2 separate regions of the Zea mays genome follow, and region 2 is linked to region 1. The links are chromatin contacts, called in public Hi-C maps. All regions are on one chromosome and are shown on one strand. Each heading gives the region's core, a stretch centred on a gene start, on an enhancer-like site or on the middle of the called end of the contact. The rest is flanking DNA. Distances are from core to core; before and after follow the strand shown.

Region 1 (6,735 bases), core at 1,639-4,138:
TCTGCATCCTTCAAGCAATTATGTGGTTCTCCTTCTTCTCGAACTGAATACCCCAAAATAGCCTAAGAAGACAAAGAATAAACAGATTAAGGCACCATTCATAGTTACATACAATCACATATCATTGAAAATTAACCCCGCTAAAACAGAAGTAGGAAATACCATACATATAGTTATATCAAGCACTATTGTGTATAAAACTCAGGGGAGAAATAGGAAAGACAAAGTGTGTTCACAGTCACTATTCTGAAACTAAGGGTGTGTTTGGCATGGCTCTGCTCCACCCCAGAGCAGCTCTACTCTAAAACTCTGGGTGGAGCAGCTCTGCTCCAGAGTTTAGATTGTTTCTCATAACCAGTGGCAATGGCGGGTAAATAACTCAAAACTCTATGACTAGGTTGCTTTTTTGGAGTTTTCAGAGCAGCAAAAGAGGTACTCCAAAAAATTGTACTGCAGCTCCAAAAACTCCATAGAGTTTACAACTCTGGAGTTAGGGTGTTTGGCATGCTCTGGCCAGCTCCTCCTTGGAGTTTTGCTCTGGAGTCATGCACTCATGCCAAACAGGCCTTAAGTTTTAACTGGCACCATCAATCAAAACTTCAACTCGAAAAACAAAAGCAGATAAGGCAGACACTGTTGTGACTTTATGCCAATACCTTGCACAGACTGTTCAAGGAAGGTGATGCAGTAGTTGGTAAATTTGCATACTTAAATATGTATGCTGTATCAATAACTTGAGAGTAATCAATCTTTAAGGCTGCAAAAGAGAAAATAATGAGACCAATTGAATTAAATGGTACTAAAAACAGTAAAGAAGCATGTTCAACTAAACGCAAAGTACACATCCGATTGACACATCAGATAGATCAGACACAAAATAAAAACCACACCTTACCGCATAAATCTCTATGTAAGCTATGGCCAATCAAAATATTTCCTTTGGATAACATTCTCTTCAGCGATTTCTAGAAAAGGAATATAACTTCCATGAGATAATATATTCATAGAAAATACATAGAGGTTAAAGACAATATACCTGAACATCAACTAATGATGATGTGACTCCTTCTAAATCCTTCTTAGATACACCAGTGATGTGTGTCCTATAGTCAGCAACAGTCTTCGATGGGTTTACAAGTATGTCCAACTTAGCCTGGAGAAGAAAAGGGAGAATTTATTGAGACCATAGAACAAAGATGAAAAGCTGTGACATGATTTAGAATCAATGACAAGCAAATATGTATTGTGTAAGTATTGACAGGAACTTTATTGGATCCGTCTAACTTTACAGTAATGTGATAGCTATTATCATTAATGCACTAGATAGTTCCGTGAATCTTACACAACAAACTTATATTGTGAGTAAATAACATACTACCTTAAGCTTGTCGTCTACAACACATACTCTGACCACAGCCTCTGTGCCATCACTGCAAAGGACCATCTCACAGTCAATTGACAACATAGCACTTGAGCTCGTTAAACTAGAGACATCTATCTGCAATACTTTCGACGCCTGAAAATACCATTAATAGCTCGTTATTGATCAGTTTCATTGTTATCAATTACGAGACAAGAAAATACAATATGGATACAAATTTGGTTCATCCATTATGGAGATGACAGTTTAGAATTTCGAGTAGCAAAAAGCATGTCTTTGTGAAGAGTACAAGACAAGGTGCAACTTTAGGCAAAGTACTCCCTCCGTTCTTTTTTATTTGTCGTGTTTTAGTTCAAAAATGAGGTAGTATATCATGAAGATTAGTGGACTCCAATGTTTTAAGAATTGGTCACCAAAACATGAACAGGACATATCAAAGGAAGATCACCAACGAAAGTGTACAATCCAAAAAGGGCTTAATCATCATTCGTGGATTAACAGCACAGAAAAGTTCATACCTCCTGGTACGATGGGAAGCAGTAGTGTTTTCTGTACTCTGGGTGCTCTGCCGTCAGTTGAACAAGTTTCTGCATTTAGCATGTACATCAATACAACTGTCGACCAACTGATGCTTGACACCCAGGCATCAACCCTTTCAATGTAACTTAGAAATTCTAAAAACAAAAACCGCATGATCTAGCATACACATCACCTGCTGGGGAGAAACTTCGTCGGGGAAATCAGCCACATACTGCTGAACAGCACTTCTTTCATTATGACGCTTCACTAATTTGCCGAAGTACTGGAACCAGAACGTAGCAAGGTTTAAACTCTCAAAACAGACCGGGAGGAAACCGCTTACACACCACAGCAGCTAGCAGTGAAGCCGGGCATGCTGAACTGAAGTCTGAAGAAGAAACAAAAAAGAGTGACCAACCTTCTGGAAATCCTTGGGGAAGGTCTGCAGGAAGGCGAGCAGCACATCCCTGGAGCGCTTCCTGGGGTCGCTGACCGACGCGCCAAACTTCCTGTCGTTCCGGGCCAGGAAATCCTTCCAGCCGCCGTCACAGCCCCTCAGGCCGCTCTTCTGCGTGAACCTCACCACCTCGACGAGCACCTGGCGCAGACGGAACGGGTGAGCGAAACGAGGCGGCCTGCCCGGTCCCGGTGGGCTGCTCTGTTGGCGCGCCGCCCCCTACCTCTTTGTCGGCGCCGGCGAGCCGCTTGGCCATCGGACGGCTGCGCGGAGACGAGAAGCAGCGGGGGGCGGAGGCGGTAGTAACCGCGAGTGGTTGTGGTCGGCGTCGGCGGCGCCGCGGCGGCGGTGGTGGTCGAGTGGCGGCGGACGGCTTGGCGAAGCCCACAAATGATAATGGCAAAATTGCCAATGGCTCCTCGGGGTAACGGCCGGAGAAAACCCTTTTTTCCCAGTCAGGAACGTAGCCAGGCCGACTGAATAGCACGATTGCCGGTGGGGGGCCGCCGATGGTCCTTACTCTTCGGCCCGAAGTTGAAGAAGCCCGTTTGGATTGAAACCATGGGCTTTCATGATTTCGGTCGGTTCTGAGTACTGGCCCAGTTGGCGGCGTTGCAGAATCCATTTTTTTTTCCAGCTCTGCTTGCCCCTAGCCCCCTAGCTACCATACCGGAAATCAACCAAAAAAAAGGCCCCTACCATGCCGTGTCATGCTTCACATGCAGTGGCGAGGCAACGATGAGTCAGCAGCGGTAGCGCGTGCTTCACATGCAGAGGCGAGGCGAGCGATGGTGAGTCAGCAGCACTAGCGCGGTAGAGATCACGGGGGCCGGGTGGGTAAGGCAAGGCAGGCGCTTGAGCTAATGAGCTGGACAGGACTCTAGCATAGCAACCGAACCCCCAGCCGCCTCCGATCGGATCATCTCTGATGTCACAGACACGATGACGTCAAGATCAAAATCAGAGCAGATGACACCCAAATCGTACACGCAACGCATACGTATCCAGCCATTGCTTGCTTAAACTCGGGCGCGCGCGTGCTCATCAGTCCCAATTCAATTTGTTAAAAATGTGCTGCGGCTAGCTGGAAGGAGTCGCCAGTTTTCCCGATGGCACCTCAAATCGTACACGCATACGTACACCCGAGTTTTCCCTCCGGCACCACTGCTGCAGCGCACGCACGAGACGATGCCCTCAAGCTGGCGATCGAGCGCGTTCTCTAGCGTGGGCGTGGCATCCTGAGCGCACTGCAGCCACGGGCCCACGGCCACGGTCAGCGCGCGGCGGAGTCAGAAATTAAAGAAGCCAATCCGGAATGGATGCATGCATGCGTACTTCCTGGCTTCCTGCGTCGTAGCTAAAGAACGCGTCAAGTCGTCATATACAACCAGGTGCCAGGCTCATTACGCGTCTCAAGCTAATCTGATCAAGGTAGCGTACGTACGCGAGAGAGAAGAGATAATAATGTTATGCCTTCTAGCAAGAATGCAAGATAGCCTTATCTCCTGCGTCGTCACCGTGAGCAAGCGTGCTTAGCGCCAACCAGATTGCGGCAAAGAAAAAGAAAGACAATTAGTAATGCTAGGCCTAGCTAGCATAGACACGTCACCCAGCTTCAGCTCGATCGTCCGGCCGTCCTCCGTTCGTGTCGTCGTGAGTCACGACGTAGTACTGTTGTATGTAGAAACCCCCGGTCCAAGCCCCAACGTGTGTCACGTTCAAACCGTTTCCGGCCTTCTGCTCAGGAAAGGGACCGGACACTGCTAGGCTATTTTCTGCACTGTACTTTAGACAAGCTAGCACGGCTGCATGGGCACCTACGACATTGCCATACTTGATTGCTCCTACCCTGATTAGTCTGCCCGAGCTCGAGCTGAGATAGTGTTTTGCTCGTGCAAAAATATATTGCACGAGATAAACAATGGGCAGTCTTTGGACGTATATTTATTTATTACGTGATACACATTCTCTTAATTCTCTTTCCTTGATATTATTATATAATCACTCTCGTTCTGTTTCAATTACAGGGCGTTTTAGTATTTCTAGATAGAAAATAAAATCAATGCATCCAGAAGCAACAGAACACATTTTTGGCGTTTCAATTACAGGACGATTTTGACCGTGCTCGAGCACGCATTGCAGTCGCGCAGAGGAGATGCTTTACCGTTACGTGGCAGTACGTGTAGGTAGCTGCGGCTGTCCAGCACAGTAGTAACAATTCGAGAGTTTGCTTGTTTTGTTCTCAATTCACATGGATTGTGTGCATTTAAATCATAAGCAAGTTAAAAAAATTCATAATTATTTTCAATCTGATCGAATCCACGTAGAATAGAAATAAGTAAATAACCTAGCAAGATCTCACAGGGCGTTCCGGTAAAGCCGGCTATGGGTTGGAAACTTGGAATTCACCGTGGATCTGTCCGTAGGGCCAGCGAGACTGACCAGGAGATCCAGGACGATCTTGGGCTCTAGGCAGTGGACCAGTGCCCAGTGGTGGGCACTGAAGGAGTACTGAACACACACACACACAGGCCGATCGGTCCCTCGAGAATCGCGCTCACGACTTTCCGCGAGGACCAACCAAACCCACCATCGACATGCAGCCTCGACACGGGAATCTCGCCGCGAGTTCTGGCCGCGCGGATCCCACTGCGCGCGCCGGCGGCCGGCCAGCTAGCTGCTAGCCTCGCCAAAACGGACGGCCGCGGTCTCTCTGCGGGCCTGCCCTTCACGTGCCATGCGTGTCTCTCTCTCTCCCTCCGCCTACCGTACAAGGAATGGTGCTGTCACTGTAGTGCACAGTATAGGTGCATAGGTGATAGAATAATCAGCGATGAATAGAGAGTAGACCAAACTAGCAGGTCAGGGTTTGTATAGGGTTTCACCTCGGGAGTACCTCCCATCCAATGGTTACGGGCAACTTGTTTATGGCCAAACTCTGTTGCGCGTTACTAGTAGACATCAGGTCAGCTGTACCTGTACGTAACGCTTGCGGCGACACAACAGTATTGAATATTGTGATCACGTGGGTGAATTTAAGTACTGTGCGACGGCACGCACTACTAGCTGAGATGGTTGGATCTACTCTACTGTTGTTTAGCAGTTAACTATTTTCCTTAAGAGAGAGAGAGAGAGAGAGAGAGAGAGAGAGAGAGAGAGAGAGAGAGAGAGAGAGAGAGAGAGAGTCAGAGAGAGGTGAGCACACACCTGCATGAGTCGTCGGTGTTCAATGCACCCGCCACCAGGTACAGCAGTCCTCTGAAACTAGAAACGAAACGCACCACTGCTAGCAGCCGGCCTGTAGTGGGAGTACGTACTTTCTTCAGCGGCGCCAACTCAGCCTGCCCCCCATTTTAATTCGACGAGATCAGATTAAATAACCGCTCGGATTTGTCACGCCTGCACTGGCCGACTGGCGGCTGTTTGTCCTGTCCCTTTTCCTGATTGCTGACAGCCGCTCCGCTCCCATGATTCAGCTCCGGAGAAGTAGGATCTCCATTAGGCACGATAGATGCTTACATTACAGCCGCGCGCACGACCGAGTACTTTTTGTTAGGCTTTAGCTTCGTTCCGATCTTCGCAAGTGGTATCATCACAAGCCAAAAACTCTGTACTTTTGGTTTGGAACACACACACACAAAAATCAAGCTGCATGCATATGCTTCCAACGCGAGCAAATATCTATCTAACAACCAACTCGTACAAGTAAAATATACTTTACAAACCCCTAGTATTTAGTTTGGTTGTAATCTCTGGCTCCTGAGTTGCTCAAGGGCTGCTGTCTGTCGCCATACCCCACTGTGTCACTGCTACTGCCCGTGCCCCCCGTCGAAGCGTGGTCCGTTGCGCGACGCTAGGGGGCAGGCATTGAGCTGCGCGTGGCGGCTCGTTTCCTCTTGCGGCGCGGCCCCACAGGTCAGCCCCCCAAACCGCGAACTCGCCTCGGCCCACACTTCAGTGTCCACTGCCCAGCCCCCCCGCTCCACGCCACCCAGCTCGTCGTGTGCTCTCTCCACTCACGTCACGTGCGCGCACCCAACCAATGAACCAAGGTCCAAGGCAGCGGGGCAGACAATCTTGCTCGTGGTCGCCACCCGGAGATTCGAATCTCCGGGGGCCCCCGACGCGGCCATTTCTCCCAGCTCGTCGCTAGTGCCTGGGACACGAGATTCCAAGATGCGGCACGTAGGGCCTGTATGTTCCCAATCCCAGGAGAGAGAAAAAAATATATGGACTACGGTCCGCAATTCCTAAAAACACGGCCTCTCTTCGCTCAATTGTGACGCCAAAGCCATCCCAAACACGGCCTTGCTCTCTCAGTTCACGGTTCTAGAAAAAAAAATAGATAAAGCAAATTATCTTCATCTTAACTTTTTCT
Region 2 (6,255 bases), core at 1,112-3,611, 750 kb before region 1:
CCAGCTCCTCGTCCCTGATCTTCAAAAGAATGTAATTAATGGTTGTTATTCCAAGTTCGGACCAAGTTTGCTAGTATTAGAATATCAAGATTAAAATTGTTGTTTGACTAGTAGAAACAAATAAGAATTAATATTGTTTTTGAAACGGAGGGAGCAGTACATTATACCAGTGCCAAGGCCATCTCTGTGAGAATTCTGATCCTGGTCGGCGGACCTGCCCTGGCTGCTGTACCTGTGTACTCCTCCTGCATGCTTACGACATGGCATGCAGTGCTGAAACGCTGATGCTGCTTACACGTAGTACTGGGTGCAGGCGTTTGCTGTTTTACTGAAGGCGCGTCCATTACTCGGGGGTCCGGGCCTGGTCGATCGGACAGGGGCGGGAGAGACCAGACCGGCAGGCTTGAGCTATTGGGCATGCCCGCACAGACATACACACACGCGCACGCACGCATGCACCTGGTGACCTCCGAACTAATACCACTACTACTGGGCACTAGCGTTGGTTCCGGGACAGGAAGGCCACCATTTGATCCTTATCTCATTAATAGCTTTCATGTTTTAAATCCGATTTGAGCGCTCTCACGTGTTCATAGCAATACGTATAATAGTTTTATAACCTTTTTATCCTATGTTTATACTGTTTGGTGTACTGTTCCAATAGAATACTGTCTGATGCATGCGATGTTTGGAGTGGAATGATGCCCTGTATGGTGTTTTAGAAAAATGTTTAGAAGGTCAAGGTTTAGAGACTGAGGAAGATCAAGTAGTTCACCAGCAACATCAAGAAAACAAAATTTAGAAAGGCAATTATAACGAAGGACTCCTTAAAGCTATGACTTTATAACTAGATGATTTGTAGGAGGGGAGGGACACGTAGAAGGCGCAAGAGGGAAAGCCGAAGACGGAACCGCGAGTATATATATATACGCGCAAACGGCGTAGCCGCGTATGTGCGCGCGCATAGGCTATACGTACATACATGTTCGTTCCCAACATGTACAAATCATGTGAGCAGCGATGATGAGTAGCTCTCCTCCGACTCCGATCCATCGCTTCGTCTGCGGCATGCAAATGCAATGGCGCCCGTGACTGCAACCAGTCCCTGTGGCTCCTACACTATACTTCCCACAGCATGACGCTAGTGACAAGCTAGGTTCGTGCAGATGTCGACCGGTCCCATTGTCTGTGTCTCTATGTGTATATATATTCCCTCTTCCTCTTACGCAATAAAATCAATAAAAAAAAAGATGTTTGCCTCATCCAGTTCTTGTCCCACAGGCCACAGCAGGAATAAACTTGACGTACGTCTACGTTGGCATGGCATTGAAGCATTGGCGTCGGATCGATCACCTACGTGGCACGCCTTTAATTTTGGGCAAATGACATGCAGATGCAGTTGGTTGCATTGGATGGATCCCAGGAACCAGAAGCTGACCTGCATGGCTGCATGCTAGTGGAGCACACACCACACACAACACAAGACGTACGGGAGAGACATTGCATGCGTGATTATATATTAGATCCAGATTCAGATGTGGCAGAGGATTAATTAGCTAGAGATTTACCGGCTACAAAAACTAACAAGGCGTAGTACGTACGTTGCAACCATGAAATTTTAACACCATCAAGTTCTAGCGCAAATATATATATAGGCGGTACATGCATATATATATGTCACTAACGGTGAATTAGCCACACATGACTAGCTTGCTAGCCTCGCCGGAGTTCACTGATCCTGGGTGATTGGACGGGGAACAGCGGCAGCAGCCTGGGCCGGTCGCCGTCACCACCCCTTGGCGACGCGTGCAGGTAGAAGCCCTTGGAGGCGATGGCCTTCTCCTCCCGCTCCTCCTCCTCCCTGCTTATCGTCACCACCGCGCCGCCGCTCGACGGCGACGGCGACGGCGACGGCGACGCGGAGGCCGCCAGCACCATGTAGGCGTCCATGGGCGACACTGGCGAGTGCATGATGAGCCCGTGGCCGTAGCGGGAGTGGGCGTGGTGGTGGTGGTAGCAGTACAACGACGCCGGCGACAGCTCCAGCCTGGCCGGCGCCGCGCGCCGCCTCTCCTGCAGCTTCGGCCGCCTCGGCGCGTGCGCGACGGTCACCGCAGCCGCGTCGTCGTCGTCCTCCTGCTTCGGCGCTGTCGCTGTCGTCGTCCCGCCTGCTGCTGGCGCGGCGCCCGTGAGCTTCTGCACGAGCGCGCGGAACGTCGCGGGGTCGGCCTGCACGAACGTGGTGTTGGCGTCCACGGCGGCCGCCTCCCTCGCGGCCTTGGGCGAGCGGGACGCCGCCATGACAAAGCTTTAGGAGCACAAGCTAGCTGAGCAAGGAAAGGAAGCGTGACCGATCGATCCAAGGCGGGATCGAGCGGCTGGTGGTTGCTTTTTAAGGGACAAAAAGGCTGCATTAAAAGCCAAAGGGATCGGCCGGCCCGCGACGGATGGATGGGTACCGGACCTGGACCTGGACCTGGACCTGGACGGATCGTCGCAGTCGTCGCTTTATTACCGTGTCCGTGCCACCTGTGGGCTGTGGCTGCTAGGACGCGAGAGCGAGACCACGACGGACCCGCGACTGCGCGGCGTCGTACGCGTGCTTGATGTGCTGCATCACGCGTCTTTTCCGGCCCCTAGCCTAGCTATCCCCCGTGCTCCTCTTCCGTCGCTGCGACGACGACACTGGCCCAGCTGGGCGCGCGTACGTAGGTAGAAGTAGGCACGTACGTACCCCGTACGAATACGGTCGAGGGACCGCCGGCCGGCCATGGCTATGGACTATGGTGGTGTCATGGTACGTCAGCATGCAGCACATATGTATGCGAGAGCAGAGAGATAGTAGGTGCGACTGACCTAGCAATGAGAGGGATAGCGCGCACATACAGCGTATAGTACCACTGCTGATGAAGCCGGTGCTTAGCTTAAATGAAGCCGGTAACTAACCGTACCACGAGCAAGTACGTGGCTTTCGTGGACGACTCGCAGTTAGTCGCCGAGAAGAACGTCACCGAGCAATGCGTAGCGTAGCGTAGCGTGATGGCCTTCACGACTCGTGCGTGTACTAGCGGACGTTGACGCCGGCCGGCCACCACGGCCGCAGAGGATCCCCGGCCCCCCGGGCGGGTCGGGTAAAGCGGAGCGGGAGCGGGAGCGGCACGTAGGCAGGCGCAGGCCGCGCTTGCGTGAGGGAAAGAGGAAGGAAGGTGTTGCTTCCGGGGCGGGCCATCAGCTGCGCCGCTTCCCACGCCAGCCACACACGGCCTCGCCTCGTCCTCCTGCGCCCATGCTCCAGGTCGCAGGGCGGACGCCGTCAAGCCTCGCGTCCTCCTGGCGCGCGCGGCGCCGCTGTCCCATGCTCCATCCGATCCGCCGGCCGGCATCTCGGGCCAGATAGACCGCCGGATCGGAGCTCCGACGACGCGCGAGTGGACGTCTGGACGATGCAGCTTGCTTGATTGCTGCCACATGGCATATGCCAGTATGGGACATGTGAGGAGAGGAGCATGCATGTACAGGTTGACCTATCACTATCAGGCCGTACGCGCTGTCGTCTACGACTCTACGTCGAATGGGGCCCCACGCGTTGCGAGGTCCAGTTGTCACGTAACGTCGCCGGCCGGTCTGGCCCGCCCATTCCTTCACGGGAGGGCCACTGCTGGCTGGCTGGCTACTCGTGTTCTTTTTTCTACGGGGCTCGCTCATGTCATGTGTCGGCCGGGCAGTAGGCCGGAGGAACTGCCCTGAGTGCCTGTTGAGCGCGCGAGACCTGCCGGGCAGAGCTCCGGCTCGCGGTCCGTCGGTGGTCGACCGTGCACTGCGCATGCATGCATGCGTGCGGCCAACCGACGCGCGCGCGCGCTAGCTAGTGTTTCTTCACTCAAGCAATTCAACGTACGTGCTGTGTACGTACTGGCGCCATGACGTCTTCGGCCAGCTGCTGCATGCAGCCGTGTCGTGTCGGCTCGTCGTCGTCGCTGCTACTGCTAGGCAGAGGGCCGGGCTGGTGGTACATGTCTGCTGGTCACGCACTACTGTCACGTGGTCAACTGCGCTACGCGCGCGCTGGCCCTCATTTCACAGGCTAGGCACCATACGTCACGCATGTGATGAGCTAGCTGCATTGCATGCAGCTAGAGCAGCTGCCGTCCAGACTCCACAGACACGTACGCAAAGATTTAGCGTTTCGGAGTCGGAGCAATAAACCCTTTGATATGGCTGACTGTCTTTTAGACCTCATCTTATGCGCACTATATCCTGCTCAATTTAAAAGTACGGTATTATTGGTAGCCCATAATCAGTAACATATGCGCATGCCATTTTAAAACTACTAAATTGAACAAGTTAATGAGCCAGCAGAGACCTAGAGTTGTTTGGATAGCTTGTATCTGCCACGGGGATAAAAAAGCACGCACAGTATACAGCTAGCTATACTATATACCCCGGGCCATTTCGCCTGTGGATTGTGCCAGCAGCCTCAGCCTGCAGCACGAGTCCAGACTTGTAGCACAAGGCAACGTCGGAGAATCCTGCGGCTGGTCTGGCAAGTTGCGACGCGGGCCCCTGTTGCTTATTGGTTCACTGTTGGCAATCGCCAGCTGCACGAATCAGCAGCGCTCGAACGACAAGGACACCCTAAAAAATACGGCCGTAATAATAAAGCACCAGGAATCTGAATAACACCAGAACTTTGCTCACCAGGAATCTGAATAACACCAAAAAGTGAGTGGGGCCGGGGGTTATGCATGTGTGCGAAAAGAAATGGTTCTCGTCTGATCTCAGCGGCAAACTCCATTAGCCTGTAGTGATGAGTTGACGTGTCACGGCTGGAGGTTGCTGAACCCTGACACGTTACTGACGAAAAAACGCAGGTGGCCCCTGTGTCGGGCAGGTTTGGTTCGCTGTCTAACTTGTCGACTAATTTTTCTATTTAAGATTAGTTCTTTAATTTAGACAACTAACTTCAGATAAAGTATAATACAGTTAGCCACAAATCAAAAATATCTATAATCTGCACTTCGGTTTGGTTTTGTCTAGGCCTTTGGAGCGAATGGCCCGACGGAACGATACCCGGCCCTTTTGGGCCCTGAGGATGTGTTTATGTCTGGTGGATCCATCAAGCTCGTATATCCCCGGGCCTTTTTATGGACACGCACGAACAGTCACGGCCGGCTCACGTAACCATTTCCTTTTTATATTTTAAAAAATTGAAATTTCAAAAAGTATAACCCAGTTGGCCAGTTCTAAAAAAATAGATTGTGCACTATTAGTTGCCATTTTGGACAAGGTTTCAGTCAAACTTATAAAATTTTGACTACAAATGACTATTTATTATTTAGTTTTGAAACCTAATGCTTATATATTCCGATTGTAGTTCCTTCTTTTTTGCTAGTTTTCTTTTCGGTAGAACTTGGTGCAATTGCCATGAACACGGATAAAAGGACATTGCAAATTTGAAATCGAGCAAGCCTGTTGACATGGGCCGAGAACGGCCGCAGTCTACACTGTCGCGCAATTTGTAGTAAGAGAATTTACAGTTGCAAAGGGTTGCTATAACATATGTTTTCTTCTTCATCTGCTGCCTTTCACTATTCACCACGGCAAAATTCACCTCCACTATGTTTAAAGAAGCAAAGGGAAAATAATTCCTGGTATCTCCCGATCCAGGTTTTCTGAAGTATTGGCCTAACCAACCCGACCTTGGAGCTTCCTGATGCACGCTCTAATAAGGGCCTGTTCTGTTTTATGAGACTATGATAGCCCTAGAGAACGAGAAAAGCGATCTGCAAGGTTCGCGATAACAAAGCCTGAAAATACCTGCAAAGGAACAAAGCTCACAGGGTTAAACAGAATGTCAGATGTGTGTATGCAGCAGTGCGCTAGAACGGTGAAGAGGAACACATAGTTGAAACATGGTAATGCAAATGACGAGTTAGCAACACAAGGCTCTGTCAGAACAGAACCTTCAAAGCATCCAAACTGGTAGCGGTAGCTGTTGTAAGATGGTAGATATCTGATGTAATTTAAGATAAAAAAATACTGGGCTGCTGGATACTCGTACCTGGACAGAACCAAGAATATATACTGCTGAATAGTGACGGCCGTGAATGATCATATCAGCAACCATTGCTATTGGAATTGTGAGAGACATGCCTAGAGTGGCCACCAAGGGAGTAGTCCAAACAACAGAAAGAGCCCTGGCCACAAGTTCCACGGTCAGTCTCTCAGTCTGTCAACATTACCCCGAGTATGCAG

Evidence for each region. A called contact is a pair of places that touch in the nucleus more often than the background predicts.
Region 2: a Hi-C map of endosperm shows a contact between it and region 1, with 1.8 times the contacts expected there. The contact joins the promoter of LOC100284113 here to the promoter of LOC103645842 in region 1. A contact is called at or near these places in 2 of 25 Hi-C or Micro-C datasets (ear and endosperm).

What each region holds. Positions count from the first base shown.
Region 1 is chr2:5,290,839-5,297,573 of Zm-B73-REFERENCE-NAM-5.0, reverse strand. LOC103645842 (small RNA degrading nuclease 1) reads right to left here and starts at 2,888. Exons shown (of 12, transcript XM_008670554.2): 1 at 2,581-2,888; 2 at 2,319-2,498; 3 at 2,094-2,183; 4 at 1,900-1,968; 5 at 1,379-1,516; 6 at 1,037-1,153; 7 at 896-965; 8 at 657-757; 9 at 1-62. The coding sequence starts at 2,613.
Region 2 is chr2:6,043,198-6,049,452 of Zm-B73-REFERENCE-NAM-5.0, reverse strand. LOC100284113 (DNA-binding WRKY) reads right to left here and starts at 2,361. Exons shown (of 1, transcript NM_001157010.2): 1 at 1,537-2,361. The coding sequence starts at 2,301. The coding sequence ends at 1,714. LOC100273983 reads right to left here. Exons shown (of 8, transcript NM_001148369.1): 7 at 6,062-6,197; 8 at 5,521-5,817. The coding sequence ends at 5,752.